Regions from separate parts of the Zea mays genome. Here region 1 is linked to region 2. Evidence: chromatin contacts called from public Hi-C data. All regions are on one chromosome and are shown on one strand. Each heading gives the region's core, a stretch centred on a gene start, on an enhancer-like site or on the middle of the called end of the contact. The rest is flanking DNA. Distances are from core to core; before and after follow the strand shown.

What was found. A called contact is a pair of places that touch in the nucleus more often than the background predicts.
Region 1: a contact with region 2 is called in a Hi-C map of endosperm, with 2.8 times the contacts expected there. The contact joins the promoter of LOC100284454 here to the promoter of LOC100194379 in region 2. A contact is called at or near these places in 2 of 25 Hi-C or Micro-C datasets (endosperm and tassel).

Annotation. Positions count from the first base shown.
Region 1 is chr7:120,431,811-120,437,206 of Zm-B73-REFERENCE-NAM-5.0, reverse strand. LOC100284454 reads left to right here and starts at 1,274. Exons shown (of 1, transcript NM_001157349.3): 1 at 1,274-3,154. The coding sequence starts at 1,483. The coding sequence ends at 2,877.
Region 2 is chr7:119,907,073-119,912,250 of Zm-B73-REFERENCE-NAM-5.0, reverse strand. It overlaps LOC100194379, which reads right to left and starts at 3,005. Exons shown (of 3, transcript NM_001416008.1): 1 at 2,334-3,005; 2 at 1,296-2,245; 3 at 1-544. The coding sequence starts at 2,875. The coding sequence ends at 1,345.

The sequences.
Region 1 (5,396 bases), core at 25-2,524, 530 kb before region 2:
TACGGGTATGGGTAAACATTTCTACCCGCAACCGGGTATGGGTATTGTGTCGGGTATATTTTTTTGTCGCGGGTGCGGGTATGGAAAGACAATACCCGGCGGGTACGTACCCGTTGCCATCTCTAGTGCGGCGGCCGTTCAGTATTTTTCCCTTTGTAGGATAATTCACTTTGAGCCTGTAGCCTTTGCATGTCTCTTTTTTACTCCACTTTTGATTGTTTTATCGGTAGTGAAGTCCATTCCGCAAGCCTATGTTAATAAAGACGTGTGTAAGTGTGTTAGTTAACTTCCAATTATTGAGGAACATATTTACTTATGAAAAAATTCTTAGTAATGGTCAATGTAACAAAAAAAAGTAAGGCCACATTTGTTTCATTGGAATTGAATTCTATTATAATAATTATAATTTAGATAAAACTAATTAAGTTCATATATTTATATATATAATATATTTGTATATTATCCTAAATTATATGAGAGATAGTTATATATTATATTTATATTATAGCGAAGCAAGTATAAGAGTGTGTTATAAGTTGTACATCGGAAAAATAGCATGTAAATTTATAGAATCAATTTTTATCTCTTACCTCATGAATTTGAGATATTCTTATATGATAACTTTGGAAAGTGTGGAATGTCATATTCTAAAAAAATAGCCTATTGCATTAGTAAAATTCCAATTCCTCAAGATAAAGAAAACAAACGGGACATAAAAGTAATTCTACGAGAATTTTGCGTGAATCAATGTATTTTTAGAAAAAAAAAACAAAAAAATATAGAGAGAAATCACATTCCAAATTGGTTCTTAATGGGAGGGCAGATTCTTGGCACATGATACTAGGAAACAGTCTTTCCCGTCTAATTGCTCTCCCTAAACAAACCTAATCTCGCTGGCAATGAGGACATTCCACTACTAGACGAGAACTCTAGACCTGCTGCCGGCCAAGGTTGCCATGGTACAACAACGTTGAAGGTTGAACGCTGAACGGGCGCAGGAAATGGCCCAATCACCCGGCAGCAGATCCGCCCGAATCTTCGGTGCTCCAACCTCGCCGGCAACAACCGCTCCCGACGCGTCATGGGCCCTTCCTCGCTCCCGCCTCCACTCCGTAGCTCCCACCTCACCCCCGCTCCTCGCAGGCTCGACCCCACCCGTTCGGTCCGCGTGCCCGCCTCACGTTGGTCCGCCGCGCGCGCACCACACCACAGTACCACACCACACCACACCGCTACATACAAATAAGCGAGCCCCCCGGCGCCCAACGACTTTGCAAATCCCGTGTGCCGCACTGGCCGAGCCCACATTCGAACCAAAGTCCCCCCGGGCCCCCCCAAGGAAAACCATGTGCCGCGCCCGCCACGTTCCCACGCGCCACTAAATCAGCAGCGCCCGGCCGCCCGGAGCTGCCAGTAGCGGCAACAGCAAAACAAGAAGCAGCCAGCTACCGGAGCACTAGTAAACAGTAAGCAGCAGAGAGCATGGCGAGATCAGGGCGGGAAGCGGAGCCCGGAGAGGAGGAACGGAAGCTGGTGCTGGGCAAGTACGAGCTGGGCCGCCTGCTGGGGCAGGGCACCTTCGCCAAGGTTTACTACGCGAGGGACCTGAGCGCCGGCGCCGGCACGGGCCACAGCTGCAGCGTAGCCATCAAGGTGATCGACAAGGCGCGGCTGCGGCGCACGGAGGGGATGGTGGAGCAGCTGCGCCGGGAGATCTCCATCATGCGGATGGTGCGGCACCCCAACGTGGTGGGCATCCGGGAGGTGCTCGCCAGCCGCTCCCGCGTCTTCGTCGTCATGGAGTACGCGCGCGGCGGGGAGCTCTTCGCCAAGGTGGCCCGGGGCCGCCTCGACGAGGACCACGCGCGCCGCTACTTCCAGCAGCTGGTCGCCGCCGTCGGCTTCTGCCACCGCCGCGGCGTCGCGCACCGGGACCTCAAGCCCGAGAACCTGCTGCTGGACGAGGCGGGGCGGCTCAAGGTCACCGACTTCGGGCTGGCCGCGCTGCCCGAGCAGCTGCGCCACGACGGCCTGCTCCACACGCAGTGCGGCACCCCCGCGTACGTCGCGCCCGAGGTGCTCAGGAAGCGCGGCTACGACGGCGCCCGCGCCGACCTCTGGTCCTGCGGCGTCGTGCTCTACGTCCTCCTCTGCGGCTTCCTCCCGTTCCAGCACGACAACTACGTCAAGTTGTACCAGAAGATCTTCAAGGCCGACTACCAGGTGCCGCCCTGGGTCTCCGGCGACGCGCGCCGCCTCATCGCGCGCCTGCTCGTCGTCGACCCCGCCAAGCGCGCCTCCATCGCCGAGATCATGTGCACGCCGTGGTTCAGGAAGGGCTTCGTGCCGCCCGTCCTTTCGCCCCCGGTGACGCCCAAGAAACAGCAGCTGGACGAAGGCGCTGCCCTCTTCGACAACGACGACGACGACAACAGCAACAGCAACCACTCTGGCGCCACCTCCCCTCGGTCGTGCAACGCGTTCCAGCTCATCTCGTCCATGTCCTCCGGGTTCGACCTGTCGGGGCTGTTCGAGAGCGAGCAGAAGACCGCGACCGTGTTCACGGCCCGCGCGCCGGCGGCCACCGTGGTGGAGAAGCTGGAGTCCGTGGCGCGCGCCCTAGGATTCGAGGTCACCAGGGGGAAAGGCTGGAAGGTGAGGATGGAGGCCAAGGCCGAGGGCACGAACGGACGGCTCGCGGCCACCGCCGAGGTGCTCGAGGTGGCCGTGGACGTGACCGTGGTCGAGTTCGTGCACGACGCCGGGGACGCGCTGGACTTTAACAAGTTCTGCGCCGTCGACGTCCGCCCGGGGCTCACGGAGATCGTCTGGGCGTGGCAGGGCGACAGCCCCGCCGCCGCCGTCGGCACCGCGTGAACAAGCGTCCCCGTCTGTCACGTGGAAGTTGTAGCAACTTTGCGTAGGAGTTAAACACGGCTGCACTGGCACCAGCTTTTTATAGCATGTAAAGTTTCAAGTTCTCGTCGTTGCTTCGAGACTGCCATGGTGGCTAGTTCGTTGTGTGCCATATGCTGTACAGGAAGGAAAGAGTCGAATCGAGCCGGGGAGTTTTCGATCGACTTGCCAAGTTTTGTACGATCATAACCTGTATTTTCTGGAGATGTGTGCATACAAAATTTTGCCCGTGATCAAATTTAGTTTTGGTCCCCATATATTTTTTCCCATCAGGATGATTCTACCAATTAAATCAATTATTACTATGTCATTTTCACAGGATCTAGGTTGTTCTTAATCAGCAATGGATATTCATACAAGTCTTCGATGTTCAATGAGCTAGGTGGAAATTTCGGTGTTACAAAAGTAATTACACGATAGGATTTTTTTTTTGCTAATGTGACAAGGTATTTAATAGGAGGAAGATAAAAGCTATCTTAAGTAAGATACTGCTTTCACATGATATCTTAGGTTATGACACACACAAAATATTACTGAGGTCTATTTTTATAGACAACACCAATTAAATAATTAAAACATATAAATATGATAAAGGGAGTGTATCTTGTATCAATATCATACTTTTTTATCTTATGTGGTATTTTTGGATATTGGAGTATATGATACTTGGGACCGAGAATAGTCTTAAGGTCCATACAATTATTTGATATTTTTCTCAGAATCTTTTTCCTGCGAAGTTGATCATTGTAGTGGTTCCTCCTGTGTCCTATTTGAAATTGGTTATGGCCCTGTCTTTGTTTTTGGTTTTTTTTGCTCGATTAGTTAAGATGCACAACTCATTATGTCGAGTAATATATAGTAGTCAAATGGCCTTTCGCCCTTTGCCAACCCACAAGTGAAATTATTGTTGCACTTTTTTTTTGGCTGGGACCTAATAATTGTGCTTGCGTGTACTATTGACAAGGAAAAAGAGAGCACCACCGATATGATATTATTTGAGAAAAATAAAGTGAGCAAACTATCAGAATCAGATAGTACGAAAGTAATATACTTTACATAAAGAATGTTGTACAATATGATTTGATTGCCTCTCTTCGTGTAGTTTATACCAAATAATTCGCATAAAAAATGGTCATGGAAAAAAGATTCCAAGCAAACAAGGCCATCCAAACCACTCTAGCATATCTTTAGAGTATATTGAGTGCAGATAGACTTAGACTATCGGCACTCATAATACTCTAAATTTATACTTAAAATAAATATTGTATCTTTGTTAGCAAGATTCTCTACTCTATACTGTAATTTTGTAATTTTCTGTAGCCATGTTTATTCTATATCTTCACTCCATATACCAACTACTATATAATATATTATTTCTTTCCGACTCTCTCCCTATCACTGCCGATTTCCTCTCTTCTCCATCTCTTAAAACGTGTACGAGACGTTTTTTCAGTAGGAGAGAATGTGACCCTAGAAATAGTGTTTCCCCGGCCCTCTCTAGATTTACAGTGACCGATAGAGTGCTTCGCTGCAACTTTTTTTGTACTGGATATCTAACGATATATTCATAGCGTACTCCCACTCCTTGCAGCTCCTGGCTACGGACAGCCTTAGGTCTCATTTGGATTACAATAATTTTTTTCCTGTTTTCCTATGTTTTTCTATGAAAATAAATTGATTCATATTCATATATGATTTATCTAGAATTCCTATGTTCTAAAAAAGCCCTTACTCCGTATTTTTCATTGGGAATCTCTTTCTCCCCCTACCAGACTCGCTTAGCATCATGGGAGTTGACAATGGAACAGAGGACCCACACACTCGAGTCGTGCAGGGAGTTTCTCAACGGGCAGCTGGATGCACGTCCCCGCAGCGCTCCATTGACGTCGTCAAGGAGCACGCAAGGATGGAACAAGTAGGTAAACAGATAGACAACATATCTGGTGCACATGGAACATTGGTGCACATATTAAATCGTCACCACTCATTTTAGATCTAACGTCTCTAGTTGTTTGGTACATTTTACTAAAGACACCCTTCAACGTAGTGGTGTGTAGTGGTGGAAGGTGTTATTTGTAAATTGAATAATCAACTAGAGACGTTAGAGCATCTCCAAGAGTACCCAAAAAAAATCTCCCAAAATATAAGTATTGGGATCTCTCTAAAACTCTTAATTTCTAAAAAAATGGTAGGATTCCAACAGCTCCCAATATATTCTTAAATACATAATCAAATTGTTGGTGAGGGCCCACAAAAGTTCCTGCCAGGCCACGTTAACATGAATTTTATTTGCCACCGTACCTGCCTGCACCGCCATTTTTCTATTGCCGTTCACCTTTGTACGCCGCCATTTGTTGTTGCCTGGACCATGTGCCTATCCCCAGGGCAGCAGGGCTCCAACGACATCCAGGTGATCGCCGTTGCGACTAGGAAGATGCTGCCCGCGCAGGAAAGGCAGGGATTTGGGTTTTGGGAGGAGG
Region 2 (5,178 bases), core at 1,756-4,255:
TCCACACGCATCCTCTTTCTAGTTCTTCTAAGACTTTCCACTACCCTACTACCACATTCAGCAACAACAAGAAAGAACATGTGCCCAAAGAGCAAGCCCCGAACACACTGACCACTAGGTGTAGTATGGCTAAACAAACTACTTACTATCCTATAGCTATTCCCATATACAGAAGCGGAAGATAACGAGTCGAAGGCGATTAAGAAATGCGAAAGCGATTAGGAGAACATCTCGAGGCCAGCTCTCGTCTGTCAGAGCCTGGACTTGAACAGGTCGGTCCGCGCACGTGGGTTCCGTCAGCAGGCACGAGAAGAAAAAAAAGCGGCAACGAGCAGCGCGGTTAAACAACTGCTTTAGATTAGCCCCCATCTTCTCGTCACTCCGCTTCCGCTTCAGGGCGCCCGAAAGATTCCCGGTCTCCGACGCATGCAGCAACGGAACGGAACGCAGCAAAGTCTCCTCATCAACTCTCCTGGCCTCATCTTCCCTGCTGCCAAGACAGATTCAGAGAGAGTTTTTCTTCTTCTTCTTCTTTTTTAACTGTCTGGCCCGCCATCAAAAGCAACAGTACAGTTCAGCAGGATATAGAAAAATGTCTAGTAGTAGTATAAACTATTCCATGGATTCCAGAGCTGGTTTACAGGAGTAATGACAGTGGATGAGCTATTCAGCTGTGACTTGCAGGATAAAACTAACAAAAGTGAGCGCGATGATGACCTGTCTCGAGCTTTTTTGGGTAGGGGGCGACAATGGACTGTAGGGACTCGAGCTTGCTTTCCCAGAAAGCAACAAAGCAGCTGTTAATGACCGCGGTCTCGCTCTCGAGGTCGAGGTAAAGGAGTGGCGACTGACGACACAACCCAAGCCAGGAACAAGACTTCAACCTTCTTCCAGAAAAATGCCTGATGTTGTAGTTTAGGACAGTACAAAAATACTACTAGACCCTTCAAGTTCGTGTACTCGTTGGCTGTGGTGGATTGGACATTGGTCAAAGATTAAAGAAACTGAGAAAAAGTCTAAAAATGTGCTTAGTTGGTTCGTGGGAAATATATTATTGTTTGCTAGGGCCAAGTGGAAATTTCCATGGCTGATTAGACTTGTTGTTTAGTAGCAGCCTTTTGTGAGACAATGGTTCAGCCAACGACTGCAATGGCAGACAAACTGCAAGATCAGTGTTGAATGTTGATATGGTAGCTGAGTGATCACTGATCAACTAGCTAGAATTTAAGGTTCCAGACGAAAACAGTGATGTGTAGCTGTGAAGGGACGGCGATGAATAAGCTCGTCTTTTTTACCTGTGCGTTTTTTTCTTCTTCTTCTGGCATATGGATTCTGCATGATCTCCTAGAACGGTAGGCTCTTGGAGGTGGAGGAGGCAGTGAGCGCCTTGAGGCTCTCAGTCGGTGCCGGAGCCAAGTCCTGCGGCAGCCGCGCGCGGCGGACGATGCGGCGCATGTTGCTCTGCAGGCTCTGCTGAACCAGCTGCCGCACGGCGCGCTTCTCCGCGCTCATGCCGGCGTCGGCGAACTCCCCGTCCACCGACTCCTCCCCGCGGCACCCGCGCTCCTGCGGCGCCGACACCGTCGCCACGACGCCCGAGGCGTCTTCCGCGACCTGCTTGCCCTTGTCGGCGCGGAGGATCTCCAGGATCCTGGACGCGCGCTTCTGCGCGAGCGCCGTGCCCACGAGCGTGAGCTCCAGGAGCGCGGACGAGGCGCCGGCCTCGGCCATGGCGGCGCGGTCACCGTAGCTCCGGTGCGCCAGGACCATCAGCACGTAGGCCGCCTTCTCCTGGCACCCGGGCTCGTCGGCCCAGTTGAGCACGTCGACGAGGGACGGCACCGCGTCGGGGGCGCGGCTCACGGCGCGGCGGCCCTCGGGGCAGGCCGCCACGAGGTTGCAGAGCACGGCGAGCGCGCGGTCCGTCACAGGGCCGTCCCCCACGGCCGCCACCAGCGCCGGCGCGAGCCCGGCCGCCAGCAGGTGCAGCGCGTTGGCGGGCGCGATGGAGAGGTTCAGGAGCGCGCGCAGCGCGTCGTGGCGCGCCTGCTCAGTGGAGGACGCGGCCTGGAACGCGCGCACGAGGAAGGGCGCGGCGCCGGACGCGCCGATGACGGGCTTGTTGGCGTCGAGTGCGCTGAGGCAGAGGAAGTTGGCGACCACGGCCGCCTCCGTTAGCGCGCCGCCCTCCGCAATGCGGAGCATCTTGTGCACGGCACCGGCCTGCACGATCGCCGCCTTGTTCCTGGCAACAATCATGCAGACAGCTCTGCACATTCCGAAACCGAATCCCCCCAGATCTGATCACGAAACAGAGAAGGCAGACAACTCACGTGTCATTGCCGATCCCCAAGTTGAGCAGCGCGTACAGCGCTGCGGTCGTGACATCCTCCCCCACGTCGCCGCCCTCGTCCAGCATCGCGACGAGCGGCGGGATGGCGCCGAGCATCGCGAGCATCTCCCTAGCGCCGGCGTCGTCCTTGGCCTTGCTCCGCACGGCCATGGCCGCCTCGACGCGGGACATGCAGCCGTCGCCCCCGCCGTCCCGGAGCGCCCCCACCACGCCCTTCAGCTCCTCCAACGCCTCCACCTTCCTGGCCGCCGCCTCGGCCTCGGCCTCAGCCTCGTCGCTGCACTCGGACGGCTGCTCGGCCCTGAGCAGCTCCGCGAGCCTGTCCGACCGCGGTCTCGGCCTCGGAATCCGCTGTGGCGACCGGTAGGCCGTCCGTCCACGGCAGGAACCGCCTCCGTCACCGCCACCGCCACCGCCGCCGCACGCGAGAACCTCTAGCACCTTCCTCCGCAGCGAGGCGGCGGAGAAGATCGGCCAGATGCGGAACCCGCCGGCGTCGGCGTGCGCGCACCTTGCCACCATCGAGCACGGGCCACTGCAGCGACCTTCGTCTGCAAGTCACATTTGCCGGAGGCGGGCGGGCGGGCGACACCTGGCTGCGCTCGGGCGCTCGGCGCTCGCAGACTGGCGTCCGGAGGAAGGCGTGGCGGGCGGCTGCGCGAACGGGGTGGGGTGGGGGTTTATACGCGTAGATAGAGGGACGCAGACAGTGGGCCAGAGACTGAGCCGGTGGGGCCAATTGGTCAGCCGGGAGGGCACAGGCTTAGTATTTTAGAAAGAAAAATAAAGGGTAATAAATGGTGTTAGATTTGAGCCGAGGTCCTGGATCGCTTGTTTAATAGCCTGCTTTGCTGGATGGGCTTATATTATTTTATGGTTATGGACATCATGGTCACACAGATCTTGCAGTGCAGTGTGCTTAGCTGCACCAGGTCAGCGAGCGAATGGCATGAGGTTTTGTTCTGTATGTACTCCTGGTTAAGAACTTATTAAGGCCTTGCCTGCGACACTCCAACTTGACCTGAATTTTGACTTTGTTTACGGTTGCATTCCGGTTAACGAACCACAGAACCCTGACAGCCAAGTAAGCATGCAAACGCCAATTTGATGCAGAAAAGATGTGCTTACGGAACAGTCCCAAGTTGCAGCGCACACTCACTCATGCTTGCTCTGCTTTCCCCGGCCCGCTTTGTGCTTTCCTCGTACCAACTGGCAACTGGGCGTCTCCCACAGGAGAAAAAGATGCGGTGCTGTGCTGTGCTGAGCTTAGCCGATGATCCCAACCCGGGTCGACGGGAGGCACGTGTCGTGCGTTGACACGGCTGCTCACGAGGCGCGCGCATGCGTCGTTCTTTGCTGGCCATCCCTGCTTGCCTGCCAGTCTGTCTGATCGTAAAAGAAGGCATGGCGGCCATGGCTCCAACTTTCAGGAGGTGTTTGGGAACAAAGTTTTTCTGCAGTTTTGGAAGAATACTGCAGTATTCTCAAATACTGCAGTATTATATACATAATGGTGTTTGGCAAGCTGGGTAAAATCTCTGTTTTCAAAACTGAAGTATTGCAAATACTATAGTTGTTTTAAGGCATTCTAAACTTAGCTCTGGACCTCAGTTTTCAAAACTGCGGTATTATAAACTACGGTATTGTCATAACTAAAGTATAGTATAGTATTTCAAAAACTGTAGTTTTCAAAAACTTTATTCCCAAACAGGGCCTCAAGTGTACACACTGCCATTTTTGACCGCAGGCTTATGGAGCAACCTGCAGCACTGTTTCTCTACTGAAACTGTAGAGTAGCAGGCATTTATCTCACCCAAAAAATCGCTGCACCTCCAGAGTCGTCCAGACTCGACTCACCTCGCGCACACCAAGGCCGGGTCCGGGTTCGGGTCCTCTCCTGTATTGGAATTGGAAGTATGCAGATTTTCCAGCTGGTATCCAGGAACGGCATGAACTCGAACAGTGTGGCACTGCCGTCCAGGTTGCCAGGAGGAGCTGTCATTGTACTGCTGCCCGCCCCCAATTTTAGCACGACCGTATCGTACGGCGGATCGGCCTCCTTTTGACTCCGGAGCGGCCAGCCGGAGACGGGTACAGGAGCCGACAGTCTGGCCCTGGCACTGGTAGCTGGTAGGTCGATGAGTGAAACCGCCGTACGCCCCCGCCCCGCGCCAGCCACCGCCACCGACGCTCGCCGCATTTAAGCAGCGGCGGGTGGTCATGCTCCGCATGTGCCCCGTTCGAGCCGCGCCGCTGGAGGAGTGGGGAAGGGCTGGAGCCCCTGGAGGCTGGCGCGACCGAGCATACCGCCCATAAACGTGAGCGACGAGCCAGGAGGGTTCCTGTCATAAATCATTGAGGACGGACGCTGGAACAACTCCCACGACGCCAGGCGGCTCCGTTGTATAGTATCTATCGTTCGCTGTGCTTCACCCGTCCTATACTATACGACGTGGTCGGTTGGCTCGGCTGCCCCCCCCCCCCCCCCAATCAGGGCCCGGCTGGCCATGCATTCGCTTCGTGCGTGTGTGCGCCCGCGGCGGGGAGAGCGACGCGCAGGGCCGGCGCACGGCGTGATGAATGAACGTGGCATCCTTCCGATGAGCCGGATGACGGGGGATGAGCATGAGCATGAGCATGAGCGGAGCGGAAGCGTACATGTATCAATTGGGCGGCGTACACGACGGATGGTAGAGCCGGGGAGCGGCGAAACGATTCCACCGCTCCAATGGTCCAATCCAAACTACCGAGCCGGCGCGCTTGACTGGGTCACGTGGCAGGCGAACGCACAATGTTGCCCCAAAACACTAGAACAAACTGACTGA